Regions from separate parts of the Sus scrofa genome. Here region 2 is linked to region 1. The links are chromatin contacts, called in public Hi-C maps. All regions are on one chromosome and are shown on one strand. Each heading gives the region's core, a stretch centred on a gene start, on an enhancer-like site or on the middle of the called end of the contact. The rest is flanking DNA. Distances are from core to core; before and after follow the strand shown. Region 1 has its middle 16 kb from the start of HEXIM2. Region 2 holds the start of ACBD4 (acyl-CoA-binding domain-containing protein 4).

What was found. A called contact is a pair of places that touch in the nucleus more often than the background predicts.
Region 2: a Hi-C map of liver shows a contact between it and region 1, with 2.9 times the contacts expected there. The contact joins the promoter of ACBD4 here to the enhancer-like site in region 1. A contact is called at or near these places in 4 of 5 promoter capture datasets (fetal liver, fetal skeletal muscle and liver), 28 of 47 Hi-C or Micro-C datasets (alveolar macrophages, blood, embryonic fibroblasts and 11 more) and 2 of 2 datasets of contacts at active chromatin or transcription factors (alveolar macrophages and skeletal muscle).

The regions. Positions count from the first base shown.
Region 1 is chr12:18,244,937-18,250,127 of Sscrofa11.1, forward strand. No RefSeq gene overlaps it. Among named protein-coding and RNA genes, the nearest start is that of HEXIM2, 16 kb to the right of the region's middle. Within about 2 kb of position 3,610, at least 75 of the 83 cell types and tissues checked have an H3K27ac peak or open chromatin away from gene starts, as enhancers often do. A contact at or near this core is called in alveolar macrophages, fetal liver, fetal skeletal muscle and 6 more, where this site is marked.
Region 2 is chr12:18,278,761-18,284,107 of Sscrofa11.1, forward strand. It overlaps ACBD4 (acyl-CoA-binding domain-containing protein 4), which reads right to left and starts at 2,879. Exons shown (of 10, transcript XM_003358011.4): 1 at 1,245-2,879; 2 at 740-1,139; 3 at 358-478; 4 at 202-286. The coding sequence starts at 827. It overlaps PLCD3 (1-phosphatidylinositol 4,5-bisphosphate phosphodiesterase delta-3), which reads left to right and starts at 2,747. Exons shown (of 15, transcript XM_003131325.4): 1 at 2,747-3,267. The coding sequence starts at 3,117.

The DNA.
Region 1 (5,191 bases), core at 2,360-4,859:
ATGAGATAGAGAACTAGTGGAATAGAAAACTCACAAACGCATATGTGAAGGTAGTTTATGGCAAACACGTAATGTCAAATCCTGGTGAAAAGAATTTATGAGTAATGTTGGGATTTGGGGACTCCATTGGGGGGAGGTCCTTTAGCATCTGGAGCTCAGGGAAGGAGCGGGGAGAGGCAGATGAAGCACGGCCCCGGGGGAGCCGAGGAAGTTAGAGTTGTTCAGGGGATTCCTGGGGGCTGAGTCCAGGGAGGGGTGATGCCTGTGGCTACAAGCACAGCAGACGTGGATTGTGAGTGAGGACAGTTGGACCAGGGGTCCCGAGAAAAATGTCCTGTCTCTCACAGGCCCACGAGGGAAATGGCTGATGCTGGGACTGAGAAGCCAAGGAAGGGACGTCTTGCCAGAAAGGACAGTGGGGCCTGAGGTCTCAAGGGCAAGAGAGGGAGCTGGCCACCTGGCAGCCTCGGGGCTTGGCTCCAGGCACGACTCTGGGAAAGCCGGCAGCTTCCCCAGCTCCAAGTCCTCACACTGTGGTAAAGGATTCCGAATGGCTGACTGGGAGAAGGAGGCCTGAGGGGAACCCCAAGGAGCGAGCGAGAAGGATCAAGGGCCAGGAGACTCCATGGGCCCTTTCCCTTCCTTCTCTGTGGACAAATGGGCTGTGACCAATGTAGGCTCTGGTCACCCTCCTTTTTTTTTTTTTTTTTTTTTTTTTGAGGGCCATACTCACGGCATATGGAGGTTCCCAGGCTAGGGGTCAAATCGGAGCCACAGCTGCCTGCCTACACCACAGCCACAGCAACGCCAGATCCAGGCCGCATTTGTGACCTATGACGCAGCTCGTGGCAACACCACCCTAAGCAGGGCCAGGGATCAAACCTGCGTCCTCATGGATACCTGTAGGGTTCTTTTTTTTTTTTGTCTTTTTGCCTTTTCTAGGGCTGCTCCCGGGGCATATGGAGGTTCCCAGGCTAGGAATCTAATCGGAGCTGTAGCCACCAGCCTACGACACAGCCACAGCCACAGCAACTCGGGATCCAAGCAGAGTCTGTTACTCACACCACAGCTCACGGCTGGATCCTTAACCCACTGAGCAAGGCCAGGGATGGAACCCGAAACCTCATGGTTCCTAGTTGGATTCATTAACCACTGAGCCATGACGGGAACTCCCTGGACACCCTCCTCATGTCCTCCTCACAACTTAGTCCCCTTGGGCACTCCCTCTCAGAGCCACTGGCTTGAGGTAGGGACAGAGCAAGGGAGGGGACCATCTTGGTTGTCCTGAGGCAGGAGACAGCAGGTGCCCAGAGGGCTGATCTGGGCATTCCATCTTGGATGGGGTCCAAGGAGGCTCTCTAGGGCAGGTGGTCTCTGGAATGTCCACACCCTCAGGCAGCCAGGACACAGTGGCCAACTGGGAAGCCAGCTGCTCAGTCTGTGCCCCGCCAGGCAAGTCCTGTGCAGTCCCCTTCTTCCCCGGGTCCACAAAGTCCTTTCTGTTTGGGAGAGAGGGGTGGATAGTCAGCCATGGAGAATGGGTGAGCTGAGCTCCGCTGAAGGCAACAATAACATCTCCTTCTTGGGGGGAGGGAGGAGCCATGCTTCCCACTCCCACCTGCCCTGAAGGCTTAGGGTCCAGGCAGCCCCTTGGCCCCCAAAGAGGCTGTCATTCTAGGGAGCCCAGTGGAGGGTAAAGATAAGGTTGGGGGGGGTGAGGGGAACTCCCAAGAACCACCTTGGAATGGAGATATTCCCTTTACAATTACGCAATGCCCCACCAGCAGTAAAATTTATGGCTGCTTCCACTTGAGAGCACCTCCCACACAGCTGGCACTGTGCTAAGCCCTTAACTTTATCTTTTTGAAGACAGGAGAACACAGTGGTCAAGAGTGCAAACACAATCAGGCAGAACCAGCTGCTACTCCAGGGCAGCAGAAGCTGTGTGGCCTTGCGCAAGTTTCTCAACCTCTCTGAGCCGGAGTTTCCTCACCTACCCCAAACTCCACAGTATTAGTCACACAGTCCCCCAGGGTCCACCTTCACTGGCTGGACCTGACATGGAGGAGCCAACAGGATCAAAGAGGAATATTTTTCAGGCCAGGCACCACAATCCTAAATAGAAGCCTCCAGCCAGGGATGAGCCTGAGAGGGCCCAGGATCCTAGACTGATCTAAAGCCCCTTCACCACCACCTTGGACACAGGAGAAGAGGAGAACCGAGAGTTAGAAGCAGAACTGGGAGGAGTTCCTATCGTGGCTCAGCGGAAATGAATCTGACTAGGATCCATGAGGACCCAGGTTCGATCCCTGGCCTCTCTCAGTGGGTTAAGGATCCAGCATTGCCAAGTGGCTTGGATCCTGCATTGCTGCGGTGTAGGCGTAGGCCAGTGGGTAGAGCTCCGATTCGACCCCTAGCCTGGGCACTTCCATATGCTATGGGTGCAACCCTAAAAAAAAAAAAAAAAAAAAAAAAAAACAGCAGAACTGGGATGCATCACAGGGACTCCCAGTCCAGTGCTCCCTCCACAACAGGCCCTCAGAGAATCTGTAATTTCTGCATACAGGCCCCATGAGACTGGTCTTTCCCTCTTGCCTCTGCTAGCAGGATATCCAGAATAAGTAAATCCACAGAGAGAGAAGGCAGATTGGTGGTTGCCTGGGCTGGAAAAAGGAGGGGATGGGATGGGGTTACCTTTGGGGTTGATGATGTTTGGAACTTAATGGAGGTGGCAGTTGTACACATTGCAAAGGTGCTACATGGCACTGAACTGCTCACTTTAAAATGGTTGATGGTTGGAGTTCCCATTGTGGCTCGGCGGAAGAGAATCTGAATAGCATCCACGAGGACGCACGTTCGGTCCCTAGCCGTGTTCAGTCCCTGGCCTCGCTCAGGTGGGTCGAAGATCTGGCGTTGCCATGAACTGTAGCGTAGGTGGCAGGTCGCAGACATGGCTTGGATCTGGCATTGTGGCTGTGGCGTGTAGGCTGGCAGCTACAGCTGCGGTTCGACCCCTAGCCTGGGACCCTCCAGGTGCCACGGGTGCAGCCCTAAAAAAAGAGGTTGATTTTATGCTACGTGCACTTCACCTCAATTAAAAATATGGGTACCCTCAGATAAGAGAGTACAAGAAGGAGAAGAGCAGGCAAGTGCCAAGGGGGGAGGGGAAAGTGAAAAAGGGCCTGGTGTGAGGGAAGGAGGGTGTTGCAGAAGCAGGGAACTCTGAGGTGGGGAAAGGACTTGAGGGAGGGAGTTTCCTAGGCTGCCAGGGAGGGTGGCCTGGAGGATGCAGCTGATGGAGGAAGCAGTTTGATCCTGTGAACTTGGGAGCCACTGCACCTTAGAGGAAGGAGAGGGAGCGGGGCAGGCGCTTTCAGCCTCAGAGCTGTTTGCTTCCCCTCGGGGCTTTAGACTGGAAGCTCCTGGGGGTGGGGGCAGGGATCTCATCTTCTTAGCTGTTTTTAATTTTCAGAGCAGAGCGTCATCAGGGTAGATAATTCCTTTAGAAACCCTGGCACCAATGGAATGAAATCAAACATGTTAAGAAGCAGGAAGATTACCCGCCGCCCACACCCACATGGGGGAAGTGAGGATGGCACTGGGCTGAGTGTCAATGCCCCCTCCAGGCAGCAGGGGGGCTGCTCAGGGCCTCAGTCACCCCTCGCAGACCCCGGGGCCCCAGAGGGGAGCACCCACCGGGGATCTAAGAAGGGCGAAGGGATTAGCTGAGCACCGTGGGCTCCTTTGTCAGACCCAGGAAGGAGAATGGGGGCTGCTACAGGAAGTAGGGGGGTGCGGAGCTCCCTCCGGAATCTATCCCCCCACTTCCCTCCCCTCGGCTTGCACAGCTCCTGCACATGCTCAGTGTGCCCTCGCATTGGGTTGGCTGGGGGAGGGCACTGACGGGCACCCCCACTTAAAGGGCCAGTGCCATCCCTGCCTGCGTCCCCCGGGGGCCATGGGACCTGGCCACCCTCTTCGCTCACACTGAACCACGTCACCTCAGACTGCCTTCCCACTTGCTGGCAGGCCCCTTCTGCCCCCTCAGCGGCTCTGTCCACCCCACCACCTCGAATACCTTGACCTCATTGCAGGCAGGGGAGGTCTGTGGCACACACGGTGTCCACCCGGGGTGAGAAGAAAGGAGGACCCCAGACCGGGGTACGCAGGGGTGGTGGGAAGCTCCCGCCGTCCCTCCTGCGAACACCTGCCTCTCTGGGGCTTGGGAAGTGGGGCACAGAGCATTCTCTGAGGAAAGGCCTGGGGAGGAAAGGGGGGTGTGTCTGAGCCAGGCTGGTAGCTTCCTCACTGAGGGGGGGTCGGTCGGTCGGAGGGAAGCCCAGGCCCTGGCCCAGCAGGCAGCCCGGGAAGGAAGAGCAGGGACCCAACGGAACGTGTGTCTGGCCCTGGAGCTAAGCTGGCTCTCCCCAGTGCTGGGCCCAGACACCCCAGCTCTAGCCTAGGTCCGGGGCCCTGAGGTCAGGGACCCAGATAGGGAGGACAGGTGACACTGACTCTACTTCACTGATCTCTCCTGACACTCGCAGCTCACACTCCTCTTTTCTTCTTGGCCCAACCTGGGCCTCTCCAGTTGGGAAAAATCAACCCACCTCTGTTGGCCCTGACCCAGAGCCCTTTGGGGTGTGTGTGTGTGTGTGTTGGGGGTGGAGAGGACCAGAGCCCTTTGGTTAGTGTGTGTGTTTGTGTGTGTGTGTGTGTGTGTGTGTGTGTTGGGGGTGGAGAGGACCAGAGCCCTTTGGTTAGTGTGTGTGTGTGTGTGTGTGTGTGTGTGTGTGTGTGTGTGTGTCTCCCGGATCCTGGGCTTCTGGGCCAAGATCGGCCAAACTCACCTGTCCCCTCCCCCGTATGCTGCTCCAGCCTGCTCGGGCCTAAGCTGCCTTCTGGACACACCCCTAGCACGCCCTCAACTTCGCGCCCACACCCCTCCCCGCCCCCCACTCCAGCAGCCCTCTGGAACCTTCTCTCCCCTCCTAGTTACTTTATGCGCACACAGGCTTTGGGTAAACAACCTTGTCCTGGCCGACCCCTCCCCTCCCCTCCCCTCCCCTCCGGCTCCAGGCTGAGGAATGCAGCAGCTGGAGGCTGCCCGTGCCCTGCCCGGGGGGGTGGGCGGGCCCTCCGGGTCCCTGGCTAGCACCACACAGGGGACTCGCCAGCCTTCCTGGAACCT
Region 2 (5,347 bases), core at 1,629-4,128, 33 kb after region 1:
GCCACCTCCACCCTGCTCCTGCCCTGTCGCACGCCTCCACCTTGTGCCCAGACAGGAACCAGAGACTGGCAGGGGTGGGGGAACAGCTCCAGAAGGGTATCGATGTGCTGGAAACACAATGGGGGTCAGACTGGAAGCTGGGGCAGGTCACCTGGCTGAGAGCCTGGGCACAGAGAGGGGTCTGCAGCCGCCTCTGCCTACCTTCTGTGCCACCAGCTTCATCTCAGTGATGTAGGCAGACATGGCCTCCTCCCTGCTCATCTTGCCCAGGCTGTTCCAGGCGTCCCTGGGGGGCAGAGGGTTGTGAAAGGCTGGTTGACAGTTGAGGCTTGTTTGGCCAGCGGATAGGGAGCTCACCATTTATAACGTCCAATAGGGTCCCAGAACCCAGGCCGGGGGACCAGGCAGGGACCCACGGTAGCCTGCTTGTAGTAGCTGTAGAATCGCAGCATCTCTTCGTAGGATGGGCGGTAAGAGCCTGGGCAGGGGGTTGGGAAGTGGAGGGCAGAGCATCACCTCCAGCTCCAAGAGGATGGAGGTGGGCGAGACCCACTCTTGCAGAGGCAGAGGTCTTGAGGGGTCCCAGCCAGGGCAGCCTCACCGGGGCGGGGGGCGGGGTGGGGGGCGGTCCGGGACAGCCCAAGCAAGGATTTGCCTGCAAAAACTGCCGGGATCAGAGCCTCCTGGGTGGTGAACCCCAGTCGTTTCAACCCCCAAACGCAGATGCCAGTACCCTCACCGTTCTTAGGCAGGTTCTGAATGACGTTGACTGCAGCCTGGAACTGTTTCTGGCAGTCCGGTTCTGGACTTTCACTCTCAGTACCCATACCCAGCTGCTCCGAGCCCTGGGGCCCTACTTTTGAGCGACTCTGCAAGAACAAGCCTGTTGTGAGCAGGCCCCCAGGGTCCCCCGCTCCCGGGCACACACCTCCAAGCCAGCGGTCCACTCTCCAGGGGGGCAAACTAAGCTCTTCGGAGGCCTGAGTGAGATGCCGCGGGAAGTCAGGAGGTGCGGCCGAGGAGACTCCTTGCCCCACGCCGAGGCAGCGTGGGTGGGACCAGGCTCGACGGAGAGAACCTCGGGTGTGGGTGGAGAGGCAGGTGGCAAGGGTCACAGTGAACCCCTAGATACAATTCTCCTAGACAAGGCCAAGGGACAAGCCAAGAGGAGTCAGTGCGGTGCGAACAGTCTCCCATCCTGGTCCCCCACACCCCGGCCCGGAACCTGGCTGCCCGGCACTCACCTTGCAATGCCCACTGCCTGGACACCTGGGTTTCCCAGCCCCCCGCACAGAGGTTGCCGACTGACCTCCGGGGCGAGTCTGGCCGGGATGGGGACGCCGAGGAAAGGGGAAAAATTCAACCAATGAACGAGCCTGTTTCAGATTTCTTCTATACCGTAACCATTCAGAGCGGCCCTTTCAAAATTATGCAAATAGTTTAGTGGTGCCTCTCCCAATCAGGCAGGGCGAATCTGTGGCTTGGCTCCTCAACCCTGGAGGGCCAGAGACGGGCGGAAGCGCCCCCTGGTGGACGTCGGGAACGGACGCTGACTCCTTGCGCCCCCTGGTGGAAACAGGCGTAGCCAGCTGAACCTGAACCTGCATATTCGAGCAATTCAGCTCCTCAGAAGACTCACCAGGCGCTGGGGAGGAAAAAGGGGAATCAGGTCCTGAGGGCAGGGGTTCTGGAGGAACCATTAGAGCTGAGTTTTGGAAGGAAGGAATTGCAGGATCAAAAGTACGCAAAACAAAGCATTTCTCTTTTGACACAGCGGGTTAAGGATCCGGTGTTGTCACTGCAGAGGCTTTGGTCACTGCTGTGGTTCAGGTTCGATCCCTGGCCTAGGAACTTATACCCCCCGCGGGCGCGGCCAAAAGAAAAAATAATATGGAGGTAAAGACTTAATATTCAGAAAGAATATCCAGAGAGATGTGGAGACTCGAGCCAGCACGGACGGAAACTCTGGGTCGGCCCGGGCTATCTGAGATTGAAGTAGAGCAGCAGGTGGCAAATCTAGGTCCTGAGAAACTTTTATTTTGGGGATGCCACGCTTCCGGCAGCCGCCAAGTGGCAGTGTGCACCCAGCTCTCTGCCCCTCAGGGCTCTTGCTGCAGGAAACGCAGATACCGCCCTCCGTGCACAAACACGCTGGTGGTTTCATAGGTAGTAAGTGCGCGCATGACACTGTCACCAGAATCCGCACTCGACGCTCATCCACAGCTTGATGTCGCGGACATCTGTGTAACGTGCGGTGGCCGTCCGGGTACTCTCAAACACCCAGTGGGGGTGCCAAACGGTTCAAGCCTCGGTCCCCAGAACCGAGATTCTGCCGAGGACTCCAGACTTAACGCCCACCTTCTCCAGACCAGTCATCTTCGAGCCTTCTACCCCTTTGGGGGCAGCAAGTGGCCGGGCGCGGAGAGGGTTAATCCTATGATGTCACAGCCGGAGCCCTCCTCCCTCCACCTCTCCCGTCAGTTCCCGCTGCCCCCGCTCCGGTTCGGGCCTTTGCACCCTGTCGCCCCGCTCAGCTCCTGGGGTTCTATCCTCTTTGTGGGCCCTCGAACCCTAGGCCCTGGGCGAGCCCGCCCACAGACCCCGAACCCAGTCTGGCTCCTTTCTCGGGTGGGTCGGGGAAGGGGAGGGTGGAGAAAGGTCCTCCGTCTGTACTGAGGGCAGCTCAGGCCCCTTCCGCCGCTTCCCCCGCACCAAGGAGCTCGGGACTGGGATAGGACCGGGATTCGAAGACCGATCGGAGAATGGGGAGGCGGATTCAGGAGCTGGGGGCGAACGCAGGGACTCCGGGGCGCGGACCGGGCTCCCTCCGCACACCTCCGCTGGGGCACAGATCCCCGCCCGGGGTCACCGCCCCCCTCGCGCCGCAGCCTCGCACCCCCCACGCCCCGCAGCCTCGCGCCCCCCCGCCCCCCGGCGCCGTCCTGGCCCCGCCCCGTCCCTCCCGGCCCCTCCTTCCTTGACCCTCGCCCCTCCCTCTCTCCCTCCTCCCGACACCTCCTCCTCCCGATTCCCTCCTGGCGCCGCTAAGTTTCTCTACTCGGCACCGCACGCAGAGTCCCGGGGCCCGGCCCCGGTCCCCCCACCACCCCCGAGCCATGCTGTGCGGCCTCTGGAGGAGCCGCCACCGGCGGCCAGAGGAGCCCCCCGTGCCGGCCCAGGTCGCAGCGCCCGTCGCGCTCCCGTCCCCGCCCGCGCCCCAGGACGGCGGCACCAAGAGGCCCGGGCTGCGGGCGTTGAAGAAGATGGGTCAGTGAGCGGCCGGGGCGGCTCTGGGAGGGCGCGGATGGCCCGGGGGGCGCAAGCTGGGAGGGTCGGGGTGTTCCGGGGAGCCGTTCGTGGGCCTCCCAGTGGGGCTGTGGGGGTCTGGCGAGAGAGGGAACGCCAGCCCCGTTCCGGCCGGGGGTCGCACCTGGGGTCACCCGAGGTTCCCAGGTCTGTTCCCACCAGGAGGCGCCCGCGGGGCGTGTGGAGTGGGAGTTTGGGCGAGCGACGCGGACTGGGGTCCCAAAAGGCCAGGAGAGCGGAGTGGGAGTGACAGGCTTGAGGTGGTGTCCCTCACCCCCTCCCCAACCCTGTGCTCCCCAATCCTGGGTTCTTGGCCCCCTTAGGAAGGCGTGAAAATTGTAGAAGAGGCTGACATCTCAAGCCAGCCCTCCAGTCCTGCAGCCCCCACTGGGGTCAGAGCAGCCACACAGCACTGGTAGGACTGGTCTAACTGGTGAGAACACTGACCTGTGGCGTCAGAAAGCCAGAGCTGCCCTCTCAGATTTGGGGGAAGTCACTGGGGGGAAAGGAATGTAACTGTGGTTTGTTAAGCATCCCCCAGACCCAGGTGGCCCTGGGTGGTTACAGATGTGGTGACCTTCAGCCTTCCCCTGCCTGAGAGGTAGGTGGTGTGACCCTCGTTTTACAGGGGAGGACACTGACTCAGAGAAGGCAAGGAATTTGTCTATGGCCACACAGCCTTTACCAAAGGGCAAAGCTTGGCATGCCCCCCACACTGCCTCTGGTACCCTCTCTGAGTCTGGGCAAAGCGGGACTGACGGGGGAGTTGAGACCTTGAATGGGGTGTGTATTGTGAGATTATTTTGTGCGATGTAAAGTACTGTAAAGCTGGAGTTCCTGTCGTGGCTCAGTGGTTAACAAATCCGACTAGGAACCATGAGGTTGCGGGTTCGATCCCTGACCTCACTCAGTGGGTTAAGGATCCGGCGTTGCCGTGAGCTGTAGTGTGGGTTGTAGACGAGGCTCAGATCCCATGTTGCTGTGACTCTGGCATAGGCCGGTGGCTACAGCTCTGGTTAGACCCCTATCCTGGGAACCTCCATATGCCATGGCAGCGGCTCAAGAAAAGGCAAAGAGAAAAAAAAAAAAGTACTGTAAAGCTGAAGTGGTCTCGTAGAACTGTGGTTGGTAGAAGAGTTAATGATGGAGAGGCTGGAGGTGGGGCTGAGGGAACGGGAGGGCAGGGCTGCTGCGTGAATCTTGGGGCCAAATTCTGAGGCCACACTGCCCGTCTTCCCTCCTGTTCTTATTTCTACGGCCCCTCGCTCGTGTGACCTGAATTTACTGAGTGCTGCTTTCTGAGCACCATGCCTGGCACTCTCCTTACAGAGGCAGGAGACACGATCTCTGCCTTTCTCCCCATCACCCGCACAGGCATTCAGCAGGTATTTATTGAGTGCCTATGGTATGCTGTGCCCTGGGGACTCAGTACTGAACGATACAGACTTGGTGCTGGCCCTCAGAGAGCTGAGGCACCAGCAAGGAGGTCAGACAAGGAAGCAAAGGCACCAGGCTATGCGGGAAGGGGCCAGGGAGATGCTGGGGTGCCCCAGCTGCACCCCAGAGCTGGGCGGAGACTGGAGTGAGGAGAAGGGGGGAGGCAGGTGGAGGCTGGATCCCCTAGGCCTCTCCTTAGAGGGTTACGGGCTTTCTCTCTCTTTTCCCCGGGAAGCAGGGTCCTGGGAAGGTCCCAGGCAGGAGGAGAGAGGCAGGAGCTGTGCAGAATAGGGATGGGTGGGACAAAGGCTGGGGTGAAAGTGGGAGACTCCCAGGAGGAAGGCTGAGGGTCCGTTTTGCAGGCTGTGGTGGCTGGCGTGCAGGCGTGGGCCTGTGCAGCTGAGATCGATCCCAGAATCACCAGAAGGTAGGCTGGGCCGCACTCTGCAGTTGGCGGGATCTGAAAGGTGTCTCTGGTGGCTGGCAGTGTCACCCTCTGGGAAAAGGAGCAGAGGGGGTGGGGAGAGGAGGGTGGCCATTGGGAGTTGAGGGGCCGCCAAGAGGGCCAGGGGCTGGCGCTGGGCTAGAAAAGCAGCCCCAGGGG